2 separate regions of the Gossypium hirsutum genome follow, and region 1 is linked to region 2. The links are chromatin contacts, called in public Hi-C maps. All regions are on one chromosome and are shown on one strand. Each heading gives the region's core, a stretch centred on a gene start, on an enhancer-like site or on the middle of the called end of the contact. The rest is flanking DNA. Distances are from core to core; before and after follow the strand shown.

Evidence for each region. A called contact is a pair of places that touch in the nucleus more often than the background predicts.
Region 1: a contact with region 2 is called in a Hi-C map of leaf, with 1.9 times the contacts expected there. The contact joins the promoter of LOC107962687 here to the promoter of LOC107962697 in region 2. A contact is called at or near these places in 2 of 34 Hi-C or Micro-C datasets (both in leaf).

Annotation. Positions count from the first base shown.
Region 1 is chrA06:17,289,818-17,293,270 of Gossypium_hirsutum_v2.1, forward strand. It overlaps LOC107962687 (asparagine--tRNA ligase, cytoplasmic 1), which reads left to right and starts at 1,981. Exons shown (of 6, transcript XM_041115263.1): 1 at 1,981-2,528; 2 at 2,798-3,388. The coding sequence starts at 2,040.
Region 2 is chrA06:17,115,406-17,118,847 of Gossypium_hirsutum_v2.1, forward strand. LOC107962697 reads right to left here and starts at 1,720. Exons shown (of 22, transcript XM_016899173.2): 1 at 496-1,720. The coding sequence starts at 1,313.

The DNA of each region.
Region 1 (3,453 bases), core at 731-3,230, 170 kb after region 2:
CACATGAAATCAAAGATTCCAGGTATCGTTCATCAGATATCATATGGTTTGTAGCTCTAATATCCAAAATCCACTAGAAGGAAGACAGTGTAGAAACCATACCTACCATATGTGTAGCACCTACATTCGAATTATCTACTGGCTTCGAATCATTACTCAAGAGATTTAAAATTGGTTGGTACTACTCTTAGGTGAATATCGAGGCTGAAGGTAGAGAATTTGTAGCAATAGAAGTTTCAGTTGACGATTTGTTCGAGCCAACCTAATTTTCCATTGAAGTATTTGACTTGCGTTTAATGAATTTGAAGTCTGGAGGAAATCCAATCAACTTGTAGCAAGATTCTCGTTTATGCCCATTTACCTTACAATGATAACATATTCCATTAAACCTGTTTTTTTAGATTGTTGTTGAATGTTTGAAGAATACAAGACTATTGGGTCATTAAAGGAAACTCCTGAAGTATGTTGCCGTTGGGATTCTTCTTAAATCATCATAGAGTATGCAAGATTTACCGCAGGTAATGGTTGCATAAGAAAAATGTGACTACATATAGCAGTATAATGATCATTCAAGCTCATGAGAAATTGAAACAATCTCTATTGTTGAACATGCTCTAAAATCTTGAGGACATTTCACAATTACATGAAGAAACTGGCACCAAGGCATTATACTCATCCCAAAGCAACTTTAATCGAGTAAAGAAATTAGAGATGGAGGTAGTACCTTGAATATGTGGAGCAATCTCCCAATGAAGAAGGAATATATGTGACCCATTGGCCTTATCGTAACATTCCTTAAGGTCTTTCTATACTTGGACAACATTGGTTGCAAACACGACTCCAATGGACAGATCGATATTAACATTGTTCAAGATCCATGAAAGAACAATTGCATTGCAACGATCACATTGTGACTGAAAAATTGGTTGCATCAATTCTCTATCAACAAAATCAAGCTTATTCTTGGCCAACAATGCAATTCGCATGGATTGGCTCCAAATGGCATAATTTTCATGACCCATTAGCTTTTGCAGAACCAACTATGTGTCTGGTGTATCTGAAGGATGCAGCTACATTGGATTATTGTAGTCCATGGTGATAGGCTCTCCACCTCTTCCATTGAAATCTGTAATGGTCATTGTAATAGAGAAACCCAAGAACCGTATAGAAAAACAAGTAACCATAAAAAAAACTGAAGCAAATAGCAAAGTAAACAGAAGCAAACTAAAGTTGTCGATGAGAGAGAGATAACAAGACACGATAACAGTAAAAGATGAAAATAGTGATATTAACAAATTGGAATGTAAAAAAGATTAGTCATTGCTAACTCAAATAAGCTTACAATTGTTGTATACGTATGTAATAAGATTTCTAATATTTTATGATTACTAACACAGTTAAAACTCAAGAAAGCATTCTCTCTAATGCATCATACTCAAGAAAACATTCCCTCTAATGGATCATTACATTACATCTCATTGTTATCACTAAACTTAGAATTTAACATAATTGAATAAGCTAGCATATCAAATTTTATATATAATATTAACTCATGCATGCGCAGATCAATAAACTAATGAAAAAATAATTATGAGACAAGCAAATTGTTTATTTGCCATATTTACATTTTACTATAAAGAAGTTAAATCTGTTTTTTTTTTTACTTTTTATAATAAAGAATTAAAAGTGAAATTAATTAAAAAAACAAGTTTTTGGACGAAGTATGATTGTAGGAGCGCCAGCATGAAAACAGGATTCCACCTTAAAATAACGCGCTCTCTGAATCCTTGGTAGTTTTTTCGTCAGTTTCAGACGCAAAAGATTCCGTGGGATTCATTATGCACCAATTAAAAAGACACACGTGTACTAAAAAAGACATTGTGACCCTGCCCCATTGGAGTACATTGAAATTAATGTAGTCTTGGCTGCAACAGATCGCTCCTGATTACATATAAAGTCTAGTTTTAGGGTTTATATCACTTAAGTTTCTCTAAGGCCCTCATTTTCCTCGTTCATTTTTGTCTCGCTCAAAAAATCCAATGGCGGAAACAGATCAGGCGCCGCCGCCGTCGGACCAACTCGCCGCGCTGAACTTGACTGACACCGTTGAGAAACACGCATTTTCTGACCGTGTCCTGATCCGTTCCATCGTGGGCCGGCCAGATGGCGGGGCTGGCCTTGCTGGGCAACGAGTCCGGGCCGGTGGTTGGGTAAAGACAGGGAGAGAGCAAGGGAAAGGAACTTTCGCCTTCTTGGAATTGAATGATGGGTCGAGCCCGGCGAACTTGCAGGTGATTGTGGACGCCGGACTGGCTGTTCTGAGCAAGCTGGTGGCGACCGGCACCTGCGTGATGGTGGATGGGATATTGAAGGTGCCACCTGAAGGCACGAGGCAGAAGATTGAGCTTCGGGTCGAAAAAGTGGTTTCTTTAGGCGAGGTGGATCCTGCTAAGTACCCGATTCCAAAAACGAAGCTCACGCTTGAATTTTTGAGAGATCATCTTCATCTTCGAGCTAGGACCAACACGGTATGAATCATTACCCAAATTGAATGCTCATCCCTTCTTTTTACGGAACGTTGAAAAATAATACTATTTCCCTGAAAAAAAAGCTTAAAATTTTACTACTACTACACAATATTGAAGGTATAGTTATTAATATTCCTGACAAGTGAACAGTGCTGAGTTCAATTGGAAACCAAATTTGGTAAATTTAGGAACCTTTTAATGCTGTGCAATAGGTATTTTGCTATTTGTTTTGTTATTTTGTAATTCTTGGTAATTATTTGTGGATTCAGATTGCAGCCATTGCTCGAATTAGGAACGCACTTGCCTTTGCTACGCATTCATTCTTCCAAGAGCATAATTTCCTTTATGTGCACACTCCAATTTTAACTACTAGTGATTGTGAGGGTGCTGGTGAGATGTTTCAAGTCACAACTTTGATTAGTGAATCTGAAAAGCTGGAGAAGGAACTGATTAAAAACCCTCCTCCATCGGAGGTTGACATAGAAGCAGCTAGGCAAGTTGTGAGCGAGAGAGGAGAGGCTGTTAAACAGCTTAAAGCTGCCAAAGCAAGCAAATCGGAAATCACTGCTTCTGTGGCTGAACTTAACAAAGCAAAGGAGAATCTCTCTAAGCTGGAGGAGAGATCTAAATTGAAACCTGGGATTCCCAAGAAGGATGGGAAGATTGACTACACTCAAGACTTCTTTGCCCGCCAAGCTTTTTTGACAGTTTCTGGGCAACTGCAGGTTGAAACATATGCTTGTGCTGTTAGTAACGTGTATACATTTGGGCCAACTTTTCGGGCTGAACACTCTCACACTTCAAGGCATTTGGCAGAATTTTGGATGGTAGAGCCTGAAATAGCATTTGCAGATCTACAGGTATGGCTGGCGTTTATAGTACTCCTTTACTTTCATCTATGTAGAAAATTAAGTCAAAAGATTGG
Region 2 (3,442 bases), core at 470-2,969:
CATCACTGAACTTTGTAGCCAAATTCTGAAAGTCCTTATCTTAGACATCCACTCACACTCTCTCTTTTCTAAAAATGCCATAAGTTCCTCCAGAGCCTTATGCATCTTCTTTCTTTAAACTTTGAATTTACTTTGACTTCCTCTCATTTTTTTTTTTTTTTACTTTCATCCTCACTCTTTTTCTCAGATGATGCATCCTGACCTCCCAATTTATAACCACAACATCCTTGACGACAAAATAAATACAATGTCATATTTGCAATAAATGCATAAATGTATCAGTGTTGACTATGCTTAGAAAGTTCAGTCTATACTTAAGAAAAGGGGACCATTTGGCAAAGTTATTTACGGCAATTGAAGACAATCAGTATCAAGACGAACTAAAGCATCATAAATCAATCAACTACACAAAACAATTATATCATCATAGCAGTTAAAGTTCAACTCACGTGAAACCTACAAAACTGATGAGCAGGGGAAAACAAATTAAATTACATTCTATGAGCCTTGATATAAATACTTCCACCTGAGCCTCCACCGCCTTTTACACCACCATCACCTCCATTTGCCAACAAACTCCCTCCAATTTCAATGGCCTCCTCCACCTCTAACCTTATCCTCCCACCACCTTCCCCTCCATAATCCTCTTCTTTACTAGTCGTCCCTCCTTTACTCCCATAACTCCAAGGCTTATCCAAAGTTGACCAAGAGTAAGCATCTCCTCCCCACACATCGTCCGGCAGTTTCAAATTATCCGACACGCAACTTGCGCCTCTTCCACCATGGCCCCCGCCCGCACCTTGAATCCCCGAAGGGGTTCCACTCGTCTGAGCCGGGGGTTGACCGGCTAAGCTGCTTACATTTACCACTGAACCTTTAGAGAAACTCGCATTCCTCGCCGAAACAAAGAATGTCCCGGTAAATACGCCGGCGTTCTGCCCCAAACTGAATTCCCCACGACTCACATTGATGGAAATTGAGCAGCCCTTCATAGGGCAACTCAAAATGACATTAGGAAGCACGTGGAAGCTTCCGTTTCCTGCTATATACACATCGCTGTCAAAACTGAAGCTGGAATTGAGCTCACATACAGTGTCCAGTGAGCCAATTCCGTTTAAATCTTCCTCACACGAAAGAGACGGAGGAAGCGGCGGCAAGGAAGGCGGCGGAGGAGAAGGCGGAGAGTAGTCACCGTGAGAAGAGAGGAGGTCCGAGTCGATGATCGAGAATTCATCAATTTGAACAACGGCGAGACAAGGGTTTATGGTGAAAATGAAGAGTAAAAGGAAAAAATAACAAGAAAATCGAGCCATTTAAAGGATGGAAGACTCATTACAGAGAGAAAAATCAAATTGGGCTTACTAGAAACAATCTTAATTGTAAAAATGTGTAGTAAATTGCAATGGAATCATCACTTATGAGTAGAAGAGTGTGGATTGAAGTGGAACGAAGGGTAGAACTGAAAACATGTGAAAGTTTTGAGGTTATTTCTGGAATAATGTATATGGAAAAGGAAATGACAATAGGGAAAGTAGAGCAATTAGACACGTGGTGGCACGTGTCAGTTCAATGGTTTCTTGAGGCCATTATGGGCCTGAACCTATGGCCCAATATTCATGTTTGATTAATTGTTCGCCAGGTGGTGAAGGTTTTCAGTAATTTTATTTATTAATTGATTGGAATGGTCTTTCATCACTAGATAAGATCAATTCATTTTATTTTTTCAAATTTTGTTAGCTGTTCCCACTTCACCGTTGCCACGCAACACTTGAGTTTCAACTCCATTCCATGTTGTTATCTTTTAAGTTTTGCAACTTTTCTCATTTCAATTTTTTTTTCCAAATTCATTAAAAAATTCACTTATTTTATTTTTATTTATAAATAAAAATTAAATTAAATTATTTTCTCTCCTTCTTCACTTTTTCTTTTTCAACATCTCTCATTAGATCTGTTTACGGGCTAGACTATTTGTCTAATTTTAAAGGCTCGTCCGATATTTAGGAGGATTAGGTAAAAATATTAAGCTCGAAAAATGAATTTAGACAAAAAAAAAATTAAGCCTGTTTTTAAGTTTATAATTTTTTTATACAAATTGTCTAGAATTACCCATAGTCTCTCCCCAACCCTTCAATAGGAGGATAAATGTACTTCAAAGCGCTCAAACCCACGTCCTCTTGCATAAGTAACAATATTGATGCTAACTGAACTAGAATTGAATAGGCTAAGTTACTTTTATATATTATACAAAATATAAAATATTAAAAATAAACATATATTAAATATTTAATACTACTCTAATATAAATATTAAAATAATATAAAAATGGCTATATAAAAATTTTCAATAAAAATATATAAAATAATTAAATATTAATTAAAATAATATAAATATTTAAAAAAATAAAAATAATATGAGTCAGCCTAAAATTAATTTAAGTATCTTTTGTAAATATGAATAGATTTAGACAAAATTTTATATTCATATTTTGAGTCAAGTCAAAACTAAATAAAGCATAAAATATATTAATATTAAGTCCAAACTTAACTTGTGGCATGAGAATCTCTTTTTTTCTTTCGCTCCATTCTTGAGTGTTAAAAGCTTGAAACACTTCCTAATGAAGGGTTACCAAGAGCAATTGAATGTTAGTGATTGGCTCATATTTGTGTATGATATTCATCGAGTAACGAAGAAACAAGCTTGAATGTAATAGAGAACTTAATTGGGCTAACAGTAAAGATTGCCCAAGGTGAGATTCTTCAAGAGAAAAGCTGGAGCATAAAAACCATTTGTAGTTTCGCCAATAATGGTCAGTCTCATAACGGGAGGCTCATCTTTCAAAATCCCTCCTTGCCATAGGGGCTCCTCTGGTTGTGCTTCATTTATTTGAACCCTAACAAGGTGGGACATGTTTTGTGTAACTTAGAAATTTATTACGTTCATTCGAACTTACAAGAGTATGACTTGTGATTGCAGGATTCATTGGGTAAAGAGTTCGAGAAGAGACCAAGCTAGACCATGTGAGATCAAGGAAATTCATCTGGAAAGTGTTATGCACATTGAGAGGGGATACCATTGAGACTTCACCAAAAGGCGAATATGTTGTAACAAAATGGTTTCATTAGGGTCTAAAGCTGAGACAACGAACTTTATTTAATAATTTGACTTCTTTTGTAAGTTTTTTATAAGTAGGTAATACAATTCGATTTTAAAATAATGTCTAAATATGTACATTAACCCGATTCAGTGGTGACGCCCATAATCGAATCCAACAAAGGGGTCGGATAAGGGTGTTACGTCAAGCATTTAACAAAATTATAGGTAGAATCAGTGCTAAAATGAAAGCATTGAGTGTGCACTATCTTCCCCAGGGTGGAAAACAAGTGTTTATAAAACTAGTTCTTCAAGTTATTCCCATATATAATATGGATTATTTTGCTTACCA